Linked DNA regions of Sus scrofa: regions 2, 3 and 4 are each linked to region 1. A link is a contact called in public HiChIP or PLAC-seq data. All regions are on one chromosome and are shown on one strand. Each heading gives the region's core, a stretch centred on a gene start, on an enhancer-like site or on the middle of the called end of the contact. The rest is flanking DNA. Distances are from core to core; before and after follow the strand shown. Region 1 has its middle 130 kb from the start of CALCRL. Region 2 has its middle 49 kb from the start of TFPI. Region 3 has its middle 110 kb from the start of ZSWIM2. Region 4 has its middle 29 kb from the start of ZSWIM2.

Region 1 (3,014 bases), core at 174-2,673:
TCCTTTCTTTCCTTTCTTTCCTTTCTTTTCTTTCTTTCGCCCAGCATGCAGCATCCATGAGAAAAGTTAATACATTAACTACAACGTTATTAAAGTAGTAACTATATCCTTACAATATTGAAACAGTCACTGATAGAGTTGGAGTCCTCAAGACTCTGAGTGATGAATGTAATGGCTTTGAGGAGTTCTGGCCAGGAATTTTTGTGAAATGTATCTCAGTTTGGGATTGTCTAATGTCTTCCTTATAGTTAGATTATGGTTATGGGTTTTAGGGAGAATAACCAAAGAGGTGAAATACCATTTTTAGGTAATAGGGTTTACATTCTCTTCATTATGGTAGGCCATTGTTCTGATTATATGATTTTATGTTCTACAGATTACATATTATTGATAGAAAAGGTTTTGTGTATGAATTTATTTATCTGTTTAATATCTGCTTCCCAATAATATAGAAGGTCAATCCTGCTATATAGCACAGGGAACTATATCTAATCACCTGTGATGGAATAAAATGGATGATAATGTGAGAAAAGGAATGTATATATGTGTGTAACCAGGTCACTTTGCTGTACAGCAGAAATTGACAGAACATTGTAAATCAACTATAATAAAAATTTTTTTAAAAGTACATCAAGTTGTCCATTAACTGTCCAAAACCCCATTCCAAGCTAGAATCTATCTGATGTAAAGGAATTCAAACATAGTTTCTACTCAGGAAGAAGTTTGGAACTACTACATTAGCAATTAAAAGCAGTTTAAGTGTAAAAGAGAAATAAAAGGTCAGATCCAAGAAAGCAAATGTTTGGCTATCTTGGTCATTACTCTATCTCCAGAGTCTTGAAGAGTGTGGGACATTTAGCAGGATGCAATGAATATTTGTTAAAGAATAAATGAATGAATGTATCTTATATTTTGGAAGCTGAATCCCAACTCAACTGTGATTGTATGATGTGGCTCATATATAGAGTAATATACTAAGGCAAGTTCTCTGTATTTGGGTATAATATCAAGAAGTCACATTTTGAGTTTTAGAACAAATTAATAAATAGTAGTTGAGGTTAGTCACCTATGGAGTACACTAATCTAAGAGGTGCCTTTAGATTGAAATATTATTCCATAAATCAAATCAGGAAGATCAAAGTTTACTTAAATTCAATCATGGGGAACAATAAGTATCCTTTGAGAGGTATATCAAGTAAGTATCCAGTCAGAACAAGGAAAATAAAAGGAACTTAATACTAGGAATTGGCTAAGATGTTAGAAATTTGAAAAACAAACACAAGCAAGTGAAAATTAGGAACATCAGGATATTACTCCACGAAGCTGAAGAAACAGCAGGGAAATCTTTATTGCCTGTGACCTATGCCACTGAGGCTGTTGCTTCTGGAACTGAGATGTCTGTGTAAGAACCCAGGATACGAACTGTACTTGCCTTCTGATGCTACTTCTGCTTCCACTGTAACAACTGCTTAAAAACACTGCCAGAGCTAGAAAAAAATCCTCCTCCTCCTCTTCCTACTTTTCAATCTTCCACCAGGCAAGAGGTGACTAATAGGTAGTCACATCTGACAAGGGGCCTAGGTAATGTATTTGCAGACTTTCTGTGCCAGGAATGGAGAGGAGGCTTAGGTGAGAGACACCAGTCACAGTGAACACAGAAGGAATGACTGAACCATAACCAAGATATTATATGATCAATAAGGTCAGTAAATGTTTACTAAAAAATTACTATGAAGAAGGTATAGAAGATATAAACAAGATGTTATGTGAGATATTTGGGAAACCTCAAGTGTGTAAGATATAAGCCCTGGCTACTGTAAGAACTATTGTAGTGGGAACACATACATCCATAATTAAAAATATTCAAGGCAGGTGGTAACAAGTATCCTACTAGGAATATAAACAAAGTAGTAAGTAAGGACAAAAAAAAATCATTAACTTTAATTGAGGAAACCTCTGGTTAAAAGGGTTGAACTATGTAACCTAATTGACTTGGTTTCATTTATTCACTAGTCTACCTATCTATTCAACATTTATGTATTCTTATATTCAAAAGGTATTTTTTGAGGCAATAGGGCAGACCAGTTGAAGGCAGACCAGAGAGAGATGGCATCCCCTCATTTTATCTAACCAACATAGCTATTTTTCAGTAGACCAAAAATCTATTCTACGTGAAACTTCTGGTGTATCAAATAATCAGTGGTGTCAGGATGTGTTCTCATGTGTTCTCCTCTTACCCCAACTTTTCTGCATTTTACGTAAAAGACTAACAGACTTTCATAAGAAATGTAGAAATTTAATTGGACCTTGACCATGCAAGGATTGAAAAACCTATCCTACCCCAAGTTCCATTTCTATATCCTAAAAAAAATATTAAAAAAAAAAAAAAAAAAGGAGTTCCCGTCGTGGCGCAGTGGTTAACGAACCCCACTAGGAACCATGAGGTTGCGGGTTCGATCCTTGCCCTTGCTCAGTGGGTTAACGATCCGGCATTGCCGTGAGCTGTGGTGTAGGTTGCAGACGCGGCTCGGATCCAGCGTTGCTGTGGCGTAGGCTGGTGGCTTCAGCTCCGATTCAACCCCTAGCCTGGGAGCCTCCATATGCCATGAGAGCGGCCCAAGAAAATGGCAAAAAGACAAAAAAAATAAAAAATAAAAAATAAAAAAATATTCATGCAAAATAGCAAAAGAAACTTTCTTTATAAAATGAAACCTATGTATCAGACACTAGTCTTAGGCTAAGTAAAATGATAATATTTTGTGAGAGAAAACTGCTAGACATTAGTTAGAAAATGTAGCCCCATAATAATGAGATTTAGAAAATAAAATATAGGACAATTCAGATAGACTTAAAAGTTTAGAAACCTCTGGAATATATTGAGCAAGAAGTGACATGATATGTTTTAACTGGGGTAACTATTGAAACTGGGATAACTGGGGTAACTGGAAAACTATTAAAATAATCCAGTTCAGAGATATGGTAAAAAGTAGTTGATTTCTAAGTATACATTGAAG
Region 2 (3,225 bases), core at 545-3,044, 190 kb after region 1:
CTATCAGTTATAAAGCTTTAAGAAACTAGTATCTATTTGATTTGGGGGAGAAAGAAATTAACCAGAAGTTGCAAGATTATAGAATGTTGTTATTTCCAGTTAGGGCTTGGTTTTGTTTTACTTTCGGAGGCTGCTGAGATGTACTTCATTTTGAGCTCTTTCTTTTAGCCCATGAGAAGAAAAGTTAATGTTGCAGATTATGGCTGACTCCATAAACAGTGGCTCTTTAATCAGAGTACCAAGTGGATATTGCCAGGTGAAAGCTCTACTGAATTCTGCTCAGAGAACTGTTAAGAAATAAATACAAAGCACTGTGATTGGACCAAGAGACATGAAATTCCAGTGCTGATTCTGAAACCTTCTAGTGTGACCTTTGACAAAACTTTTTAGGTCTTGCTGTTCCCAACTTAAAATCCAGCAGAATCTGGAGTTCCCGTTGTGGCTCAGCGGAAACAAATCTGACTAGGAACCATGAGGTTGTGGGTTTGATCCCTGGCCTTGCTCAGTGGGCTAAGGATCTGGCATTGCCTTGAGCTTTGGTGTAGGTCGAAGACGTGGCTTGGATGGTGTTGCTGTGGCTGTGGCGTAGGCCAGTGGCAACAGCTCCGATTTGACCCCTAGCTTGGGAACCTCCATATGCCGTGGGTACAACCCTAAAAAACAAACAAACAAAAATTTAAAAAAGAAGAAAAAATAAAATAAAATTCTGAGCAGAATCAAATACTAGACTTTAATATGTACCCGAGACCCTGTCTCATCTCTCGTGCTTGGTATATTATCTGACCCCTATAAAGAGATCAACATATAGCTTTTGAATTTATATTATAAAAAACTGAAACTTTTTCCAATAAGTTTGTAAAAGTATTATTTTTTCCAAAGATTCATTGATTCTATTTGCCCAACATTAGTTAAGTCTAGTGATTGAAAAAAAATCTATGCTTTGAATTTATAAGACTCTTAAACCAATCCTTTTTCCTCTACTATGCATCAAGTGCTATACTAAATGGAAAGCCTAATAGAAATTGTAGTATTTATATATTTAAATAATTGGTCAAGCACATAGTTATACTCCATGAAGGCCCTTGGATAGTTTTTATTAATATCATTTAATAGCCTTATTTAGAAATAACTGGTAAACTGCATCCCACTAATCATATTCTTCAGAGTCACCATTTTATAAACTCCAGGTGAAATAAATGGAATGAGGCCTTTCAGGAATCATTCTGGATATGAGAGTCAGGCGAAAAGATGGATCATGGGACCTCTCAACAGTGAAACAGACAACAAATATTTGGTAAAGTGGAGCAGAACAAAATGAAAATGTTTTGATAATCAATTAGGTAATTCTAGCCAGTGAGACATCAATACATCAGTTCAACCTGATATATCTTAATTATTTATAAAATAATCTTTTCCCAGAATAGACTGAAGACACTTGCAATCATTTAATAAGTAGTGATCAAACCTATATTTTGAGCTAGATGTTGTACTAGTTGTGTTGGGGAGTTAAGGAAAAAATAGGGTATATTCTGTTATCTAGTTGTTTACAACATAGATTTGACTAGCACATGAAGACAAATTCTCTGCAATCAGCAACTAATACTGCTAATACAGAGTCTAGATGTAACCATGCAGAGCACTCAGTAAGGTTTTCTATAGAACCAGGAATGAAGTATGACATATATAATAATAATTAGTCATACTTGTCCTTTTCAGAATCCTACATGCAGGATTGTGCCTACATTTGTGGTCCCATGTAAGGCTCACAAGGGCCGTAGTTCTCCAGTAATGAGTATTAATTACCATGTGAAATGGACTTTGACTAACACTCAGGAGGAAGCTATCTCAGAATCTCTGGATTACTGTTTATATTATTTGACTAACTTAAGTCACATTTGACCAAAAATGTGGTTTGGGTAGAACTGACCACTTATTTTGAAATCATGTGGCTACTGCCTTGGAGCATAGTTTTGCCATGAAAACAAAACAAAACACTTTTAAATGAAACATAACAGACTGTCCCTGATGAGAGTGCAAGAAAAAAAAAAATTGAGAATTATTTCTGTAAAGTTTTTTAGGTATTATGTTATGAGTTAATAATTCCTCTTTATTCTTAATTGTTTGAAAGTCATTATGTACACCCAGAGATAATTTATACATCAACAAAATTGTGTATGCTATGCTTTGTTCGAAATGTACCAATAATTTGAGGAGAAACACATTTTTTTATACTCTACATCAAAAAAATCCTAGTTAGAAAATAAGTTGACCTGACCTTCTATTATTTTACCTAAATTGCTTAGTATTTTTCAAGTTATTTTTATTACTTAATGAACTGTATTTGGTTAAAGGACCCAGATCTGATGTCTAGACTATTGAAAGTGAATATGTTATTTTCCATTACTAAAATCGATTTCACACTAATTTGAGCCTCTCCTTTCCACCAAAGGGCTAGCTGTTGCTAGAATAAAGAACTGGCAGTGGCAAATGAGATATGCTGTGGACTAATTAAAAATAAGTTTTAAAATATAACAAAATCATAAAGCTCACAAAATGAACTCCCCTAAATGGGTGCCCCTGTTTGCTAGGGCAGTTTCAGTTTTTATTTTTGTGCTCAGTGTCCTGGTTTGGATGAAAAATTATATGTGGTAACCCTAGCTATACTTATCCATATTGTACTGACAAGTGGCACATAAATACTGAGAGTAATTCATCTGGAAAAATCTAATCACTACTCCTGAAAGAGTTTAAAATAGTTCTTATTTCTAGGCTAGTATTAGCTGGTATATACTCTGGATATGAATTGTGGATTTATTCTGAAATGCTTCTTATTTGCTGAGTATCAGTCTTGATTTTGAAAATAAATTGTTTAACTTTTGTGTTTATGCGTGTTGACCCAAGTAGCATTTGATTAAATGACCACATATTATATTTTGCTTAAAAGATTAATAATTAAGTTATAGAGATGCCAAATGGCATGAATGTTTTCCCAGTACAGACTATTTTATTCCACTATTGTCATATTTATATAACTTGTAAAATTATTAGCAATTTATATTCTCTTTTCAATAATTGATTCATGTTTAACATCACTATTGTATACAGTGAAAGCTTTTAAATATAAGGAAATGTGTAACTATAATACATATATTAAAGAATTATATTAAAGAATAAACAATGTATCTGCCTAAGAGTTCTTTACACCTTTGAGAAAGCTATCATTTT
Region 3 (3,287 bases), core at 607-3,106, 170 kb before region 1:
ACAGTGCTCTGTGGTTTTCTCTTCTTCTTATACCTTTCACTGTTTTTGGTATCAAGTGAGCTTCAGAAAATGAGCTGAGAAGTACCCCATCCTCCTCCCCTGCCTTTCTATTTTTTGCAAGAGATTATGTAGAACTGGAATGATTTCTTTGTTAAATACCTGGTAGAATTCACAAGTGAAACCATCTGGGACTACAGGTTTCTTTTTTGGCCCATTTCTTACTACAAATACAATTTTCTAATAGATACAGATATTAACTATTTCTGTTAAGTGAATTTTGGTAATTTGTTTCTCAAGGAAGTGATCCATTTCATTCAGGCTGTTGAAATTATGTGCATAGTTTTATATTCTTGTGTTATCCTTTAGTATCTGCAGAGTCTGTAGGAGTATCTCCTCTTATATTCTTTACACAGTTACTTTGCATTTTTGTTCAGTTCAAATATTTTCCAAGTTCTCTTAAAATTTCTCCTTTAACCCATGGGTTAATTTTCAAATATTTAGTACTTTGCAGACATTTTTCTGTTACTGATGTTTAGAGAACATAATTTATATAATTTAAATTCTTGTAAATTTGTTAATGTTTCTTTTATCTTAGTTAATGTTTCATGTGTCCTTGAAAAGAATGCATTTTCTTCTACTATTTGGTGTGTTCTACAAATGTCAATTAGGTCAAGTTGGTTGATAGCATTGTTTGGTCTTCTATGTTCTTACTGATTTTCTGTCCATTTGCCCTGTTATATATATTACATGTAAATACATCAAAATTTCCCAGAAAATATTATAAATTTTACTTTTAAAGGAATATATGTTTTAATAAAAAGAGAAGAAAATAGTAAATTATATTAAAATATTTACCATTTACTTCTTTTTTTCCTTCATTTCTAAAGTTCCAAGTTTTCCTCTGTCTCCCTTAAGTCTTTTAATCTAGTTTAAACCATTTGTGGTTTGCTAAGATTCTCGAATTTTTTTCTGTAAATTTATGTTTTTCATCAAACATGGAGAAATTTTTTCAACGACTATGTCTTAAAATATTTTTCTGCATCAACTTATTTCTCCTTAATAGATCTTTTGATATTACTATCATATTATCCTTAGAACCTAGAAGCTCTGGTTATTTTCATTTTCTATCTTTTCCCTCTGTTACTTGGACTGGATAATTTTTATTGATTTATCTTTAAGTCTACTGACTTTCCCCTCTGACATCTTCATTCTTCTATTGAGCCTACATAGGGAATTTTCAAGTTATAGGTATTATATTTTTCAATTTTAAAAGTTCCATTTTATCCCTTTTTATAACCTAATAGTTTCAATCTGTCTGTTAAGAATGTCTATATTTCCACTCATTTCAAGAGTATTCACCTTTAATTTATGGAAGATGATTATGATACATAATTTAAAATCTTTATTCCAATATCTGGGTCATCTTAGATTTGACATCTGTTGATTATTCTTTCTCTAGAAAGCTGGTTCAATATTTCTGTTATTTGTATGTTGAACAATTTTGGATTGTATCTTTAACATTTTGAATAATGTTTCTGAGACTCTGTATCTTGTTAAAATTCTCTGAAGAAGGTTGAGTTTTTTGTTTACCAGTAAATCAACTCTGTTGATTCAGACTGTGGAGTTCTATCTTACCTTCTGGGGGTGGTAGTTTTAATGTCAGTTCAGGTTTTAAAGTCTTTCCTGTGCTGTCTGAGCCAGTAAGAGATTAGTGTGGAACTTTAGAGCTCGTTCACGATTAATTCGTCAAGACTTTGCTGTGATTTTTTTGGATATGTTCTGTACATGCAGTTCTGGGTTGAGCCTGGGAATCCCCTTCTTCAGTTCTCTTTTTAGGATTTTTCCCCTGCACTGTTTGGTTCCCCTTTCCAAGTTCCTCTGGCCAAGAAAGATAGATTTCTCATAAAGCTGTTGTCTTTTACACTGTTGTACAGTTCTGTGTAATTGGATACACCTCAGGGAGAAGTAGTGAAAGAAAATAATTTAAAAAGGCATTCCTTCCACACCCCACCATAGAGGCCCATTTTCCTGATTTCTCTATTCAGAGAGATGGGTTTTCTTGGGGTTTGAGGGTCCTGTACCCCTGCTGAGGCCTCTGCAGGCAGTGAGGCTGGCCTTGGGGCAGTGAGAAAGCAAAGAGAGAGGGAAAAGTATATTGAAATCCCCTCTCCTCCACACACTCACACTCTGCTTGCAAGTGTCTTGCTTCCTAGTCCTATGGCTAGCAAAACAGGTTTATCTCAAAGTTTTTGCTCTGAGAAAAGCAAGTTTTTGCACAGTTCCCTGATTTGGCCCATCCTTAAGTCAAAGCCAGAAGATCCTGGAGGGAAAAAAATACCAGGAAACTCATCATTGCCATACTGGTGGTTTTTGAGTTTAAATTATCTTTTTGATATCCTTGCTCTTATTTACTTATTAGAGCCATCAGATAGTTGTTTTGGCATTTTATCCAGAATTTTAAACTGTAATCAGTGAGAGAGAAAGCCTCTAACATGCTTACTCATCTTGGCTGGTATTAGCAATCACCCAGAGATATATTTAAAAGTCATTCATGTACTTGGCCATAAAGAAATTCTCTAACAGATGATAACACACAAGCCATGTTTTCTGAGAACAATATAATAAAATTAGAGAATAATATCAAAGCATATACTTCCAAATATTTCATAGATGCAAAAAGAAATCATATTTAAAATTAAAAACTATTTAGAACTGAAAAATAATGGAAGCAAAATTGGTAGACTACAGAAAAAAATTACACTTGGAGAAAAATTTTGGCTTTAAATGCCTGTAGTAGGAAAAAAATTGGAAATTTATCAGCTAAATGTTTAACTCAGGAAATCCAGAAAACAGTAAATCTTAAGAAAGTAGAAATGAGTGATAATGATAATAACAGGAAAGAATCTAGAAAACCAAACCATAATAGAGAAAATTAGCATTGTATAAAATTTATTCTTTAAAAAGATTCAAAACTTACACAAATCTCTAAGAACATCAATAAAGAAAAACCAGATATAATCTACATTTTCCTATTAAAATATCTAATAGTAAATTATTGGAGTTCCCGTCATGGCTCAGTGGTTATCAAACCCAACTGGCATCCATGAGGATGCAGGTTCGATCCCTGGCCTCGCTCAGTGGGTTAGGGACCTGGTGTTGCTGTGGCTGTGGCATAGGCCGGCGGCTACAACTCCAATTTGACCCCTAGCCTGGGAACCTCCCTATGGCACCAGTGTAGCCCTAAAAGACTAAAAAAAAAAAAAAAAATATATATATATATATATATA
Region 4 (3,118 bases), core at 48-2,547, 250 kb before region 1:
AATGTTGGTTCCCTGCCAAAATGAGGACAGAGACAACACATGTTTAAGATAATACTAGAGTTAATAAATAAAAGTACTGTAAAAACAGTGTCTTAAAGTGCATTTTTGTGTTATAAAGCACACTAGGGCTGTGTGATATCTATATTGCTATTTGTGCTGGAAAAAAATATGTGGGTTGTGCATTTTTGGTCTTAGGAGCCCAGGAAAGTTCTAATAATCATACATTGATTGTCTTCTCTATTGCTTATGAAGAACCAAACACAAAAACCCTAAATAGGGAATTCCCATCATGGCTCAGTGGTTAACAAACCCGACTAGGATCCATGGGGATGCAGGTTTGATCCCTGGCCTCGCTCAGTGGGTTGAGGATCCAGCATTGTCATGAGCTGTGGTGTAGGTTGCAGACATGGCTCAAATCTGGCATTGCTGTGGCTCTGGCATAGGCTGGCAGCAATAGCTCTGATTCCACCCCTAGCCTGGGAATTTCCATATGCCATAGGTGCAGCCCTTAAAAAAAAAAAAAAAAAAAGGCCCTGAACACACCATACTTTATCAAAGTGCTTGTCATCATCCCCGGAACATTACTGTATGCCCACTGATACTAAAAAAATGACATTTTATTATTGCTTTATACCTTCTTTCTTCCTTTTCTTTCCTTCCTTCCTTCCTCTCTCCCTCCCTCCCCCTTCTTCCTTCCTTCCTTCCTTTTGTCTCCCCTACATCTACTCTCTGGTTTACAGGAGAGAATTTGACAACAAGATTTTTAAAAAATCAAACATATTGAAGCTATTGTGGATCTTCTGCCATAGAGAGTGTAACATGGAATAAAGAGTCATTCTTATCTTCACAGGAGTAATGATGTTTTTAATAATTCTACATCTAACTCTAACTTTCTATTGATATTACCAGCTTTTTTCTTTTTACCATTAAAGAATTTCATTTTTCTTATTTATGGCTATTTTTTTCTGACTAGTTTACCATCGAGTGAGTATATTTAATGTATTATTCCGAGGAATTTTTCTTGAAAAACCATAATATAAAGAAAAGGGAAGCCTACTACCACATCTTGATTAAAAAACAAACTCTGCCCTATTTTTATTTAGGACAATCATCCATGAAAATATCAAAATACAGACAGAATATTACTTAGCTAGTTTTGTGCTGTGCTGATGTTGGACCCAACAACAAAGAGAAGAATCTTTCTTTGCTCTAGCCCAGATGTTACGAGGCAGTTGAACTTGGGTCTAACTGACCCAGGAGAATCAGTTGGCTGCTACAGTGGCCTTGCTTCTGGCTTTGTGGAGATCAAGGAAAGCCCTTTCAGCATGTCTGAGGGCCAGATTCAGTGTGTCTCAGGCAAGCTGGGGAGCACTTTGGCAAAAATCTCCTGAATTGTGCAACCTCTGACTCTGTTTTTTTCCAACATTTCCCTCTCAAAATCACATGCTTAAATTGGGCCATGCAGCTGTGTGTGGGTGGAGTGCTTATACTCAGAGCTCTTAGATCTGATGGAGCCTGGTTGGTGATACACTATTTCTTACCCCGCCCCCATACTGAAAACTTCAAAAGTAATCCCTTGAGGTAAGTTGATAACAAGATGTAAATGTGAAAATAGGGTTTGCCTTTTCTTGGTTTCATACATATGTAGTTTGTAGTTATCAGACATTTTGAAGATGTTTCACTTGCTTTTAGAAACCTAACAACAAATGTTATATGCCAGTAATTTTGTATCAAAGAATATCAAACTTAAAGTCTACATTTCCACAATATTAATTTTTAAATTTAAAGTTTTACAGAAGCTATATTAGAGTATTGACTATTGAAATTGAAAAAATAATCCTTCATATTCCTTGATTAAAAATACATTTTGAAACACTCCTAATTATACTTGCCACTGATTTTCTTTGAATTATGGAGCAGATGTTTTAGCACATGTAAAGAAGGATTTGATCCCTGGAACAAAGTTAATCTTGCAAGTTCAAAGAATAATGTGTTAGAGAGTAGTTATCATGGTCCCTAGGAATATTATTCTGTGGCCTCATGGAACCAGAGAGGTTATATTTTATGATTGCTAAGTTTACTAGCTGCCTCCACCTTCATCTTCCCCACATCCTCCAGCCCCCTCCCAGTTAAAGAAGAGACTTTATAATTAGGTTAAAAATGTCATGTGCAATATTGTATTGAATATCTAAGGTCTTTTTGCCAGGAAGAATAGAATGCAGCAACAAGAATTTTAAAAAAGTTACAGGAATATTAATGACACTTATGAAACTACTGTAGTAGATATGATTTAATCCAATAGAACTCTAATTTTAGAACTATAAGCCAAGCTTTATGAGAATGACTTCACCGAGATGACAACATAGCTTGTTTCTGATTTTGCTCCCCTCACTAAAGGAACAACCAACAAACTATTCAAGAACAAGACACCATGAGAATCTCAGAACCCAGGGGTGAGGCTGAAACACCTTCCCTGCACCACAGAGACCAAGAGAGACCTCAGTAGAGGGTAAGGGAAGCAGCTACAAGTTGATGACATTCTCCTTCTCTAGGCCAGCACAGCACCACAAGGAAAGGAACGGTCTCTCTGAGCCTCTGTTCCTCCAGGGGGAAAAGAGAACCCTGGGCAACAACTAGCCACCTCCCCCCAGTATTGTGGGTCTTTTTGTTGGAACACATACTCTCATCTTACACCATAGGGATTGTAGTGGAATCTGCAAGGTATCAACTACTGGGAATTGGACTGTGATGGAGAAGCGGGGAGGGGTATACCATTACCAGCACACAAATCTTGGCAGACTGAGTTCATATCTGCAGTGTCCAAGCAGTAATCCCGACTAGTGGCTTTGCTCATCTGCAGAATGTTACATTCTGACAAGGGAATTTGGAAGGGTGCAGATCTACCTGATTTTGATTCTCAAAAGAGGAGTTTTGCCAGGCCTGACTTGATTATGCCCAGGGTAGGAGCTGAGTCATAGCCTCACCTGCTCTAGAGAGTGCCTCCTGGTTCCTTGTGACCAGGGGGTCTGGTGAGAGCACCAGGAAGCTGTATAGCCCAGAAACCAGAAGCACCCAGTACTGAGGTAGGACCTATGTGACTGGAGGGAGAGAAGATATA

What was found. HiChIP or PLAC-seq counts read pairs in DNA pulled down with a chosen protein or histone mark.
Region 2: an H3K27ac HiChIP or PLAC-seq map of alveolar macrophages shows a contact between it and region 1. The contact joins two enhancer-like sites. A contact is called at or near these places in 1 of 5 promoter capture datasets (fetal liver), 10 of 47 Hi-C or Micro-C datasets (alveolar macrophages, embryonic fibroblasts, epiblast stem cells and 6 more) and 2 of 2 datasets of contacts at active chromatin or transcription factors (alveolar macrophages and skeletal muscle).
Region 3: an H3K27ac HiChIP or PLAC-seq map of alveolar macrophages shows a contact between it and region 1. The contact joins two enhancer-like sites. A contact is called at or near these places in 2 of 47 Hi-C or Micro-C datasets (alveolar macrophages and embryonic fibroblasts) and 1 of 2 datasets of contacts at active chromatin or transcription factors (alveolar macrophages).
Region 4: an H3K27ac HiChIP or PLAC-seq map of alveolar macrophages shows a contact between it and region 1. The contact joins two enhancer-like sites. A contact is called at or near these places in 2 of 47 Hi-C or Micro-C datasets (epiblast stem cells and skeletal muscle) and 1 of 2 datasets of contacts at active chromatin or transcription factors (alveolar macrophages).

The regions. Positions count from the first base shown.
Region 1 is chr15:92,143,373-92,146,386 of Sscrofa11.1, forward strand. No RefSeq gene overlaps it. Among named protein-coding and RNA genes, the nearest start is that of CALCRL, 130 kb to the right of the region's middle. Within about 2 kb of position 1,424, at least 1 of the 83 cell types and tissues checked has an H3K27ac peak or open chromatin away from gene starts, as enhancers often do. A contact at or near this core is called in alveolar macrophages, where this site is marked.
Region 2 is chr15:92,333,862-92,337,086 of Sscrofa11.1, forward strand. No RefSeq gene overlaps it. Among named protein-coding and RNA genes, the nearest start is that of TFPI, 49 kb to the right of the region's middle. Within about 2 kb of position 1,795, at least 2 of the 83 cell types and tissues checked have an H3K27ac peak or open chromatin away from gene starts, as enhancers often do. A contact at or near this core is called in alveolar macrophages, where this site is marked.
Region 3 is chr15:91,974,250-91,977,536 of Sscrofa11.1, forward strand. No RefSeq gene overlaps it. Among named protein-coding and RNA genes, the nearest start is that of ZSWIM2, 110 kb to the left of the region's middle. Within about 2 kb of position 1,857, at least 4 of the 83 cell types and tissues checked have an H3K27ac peak or open chromatin away from gene starts, as enhancers often do. A contact at or near this core is called in alveolar macrophages, where this site is marked.
Region 4 is chr15:91,892,199-91,895,316 of Sscrofa11.1, forward strand. No RefSeq gene overlaps it. Among named protein-coding and RNA genes, the nearest start is that of ZSWIM2, 29 kb to the left of the region's middle. Within about 2 kb of position 1,298, at least 10 of the 83 cell types and tissues checked have an H3K27ac peak or open chromatin away from gene starts, as enhancers often do. A contact at or near this core is called in alveolar macrophages, where this site is marked.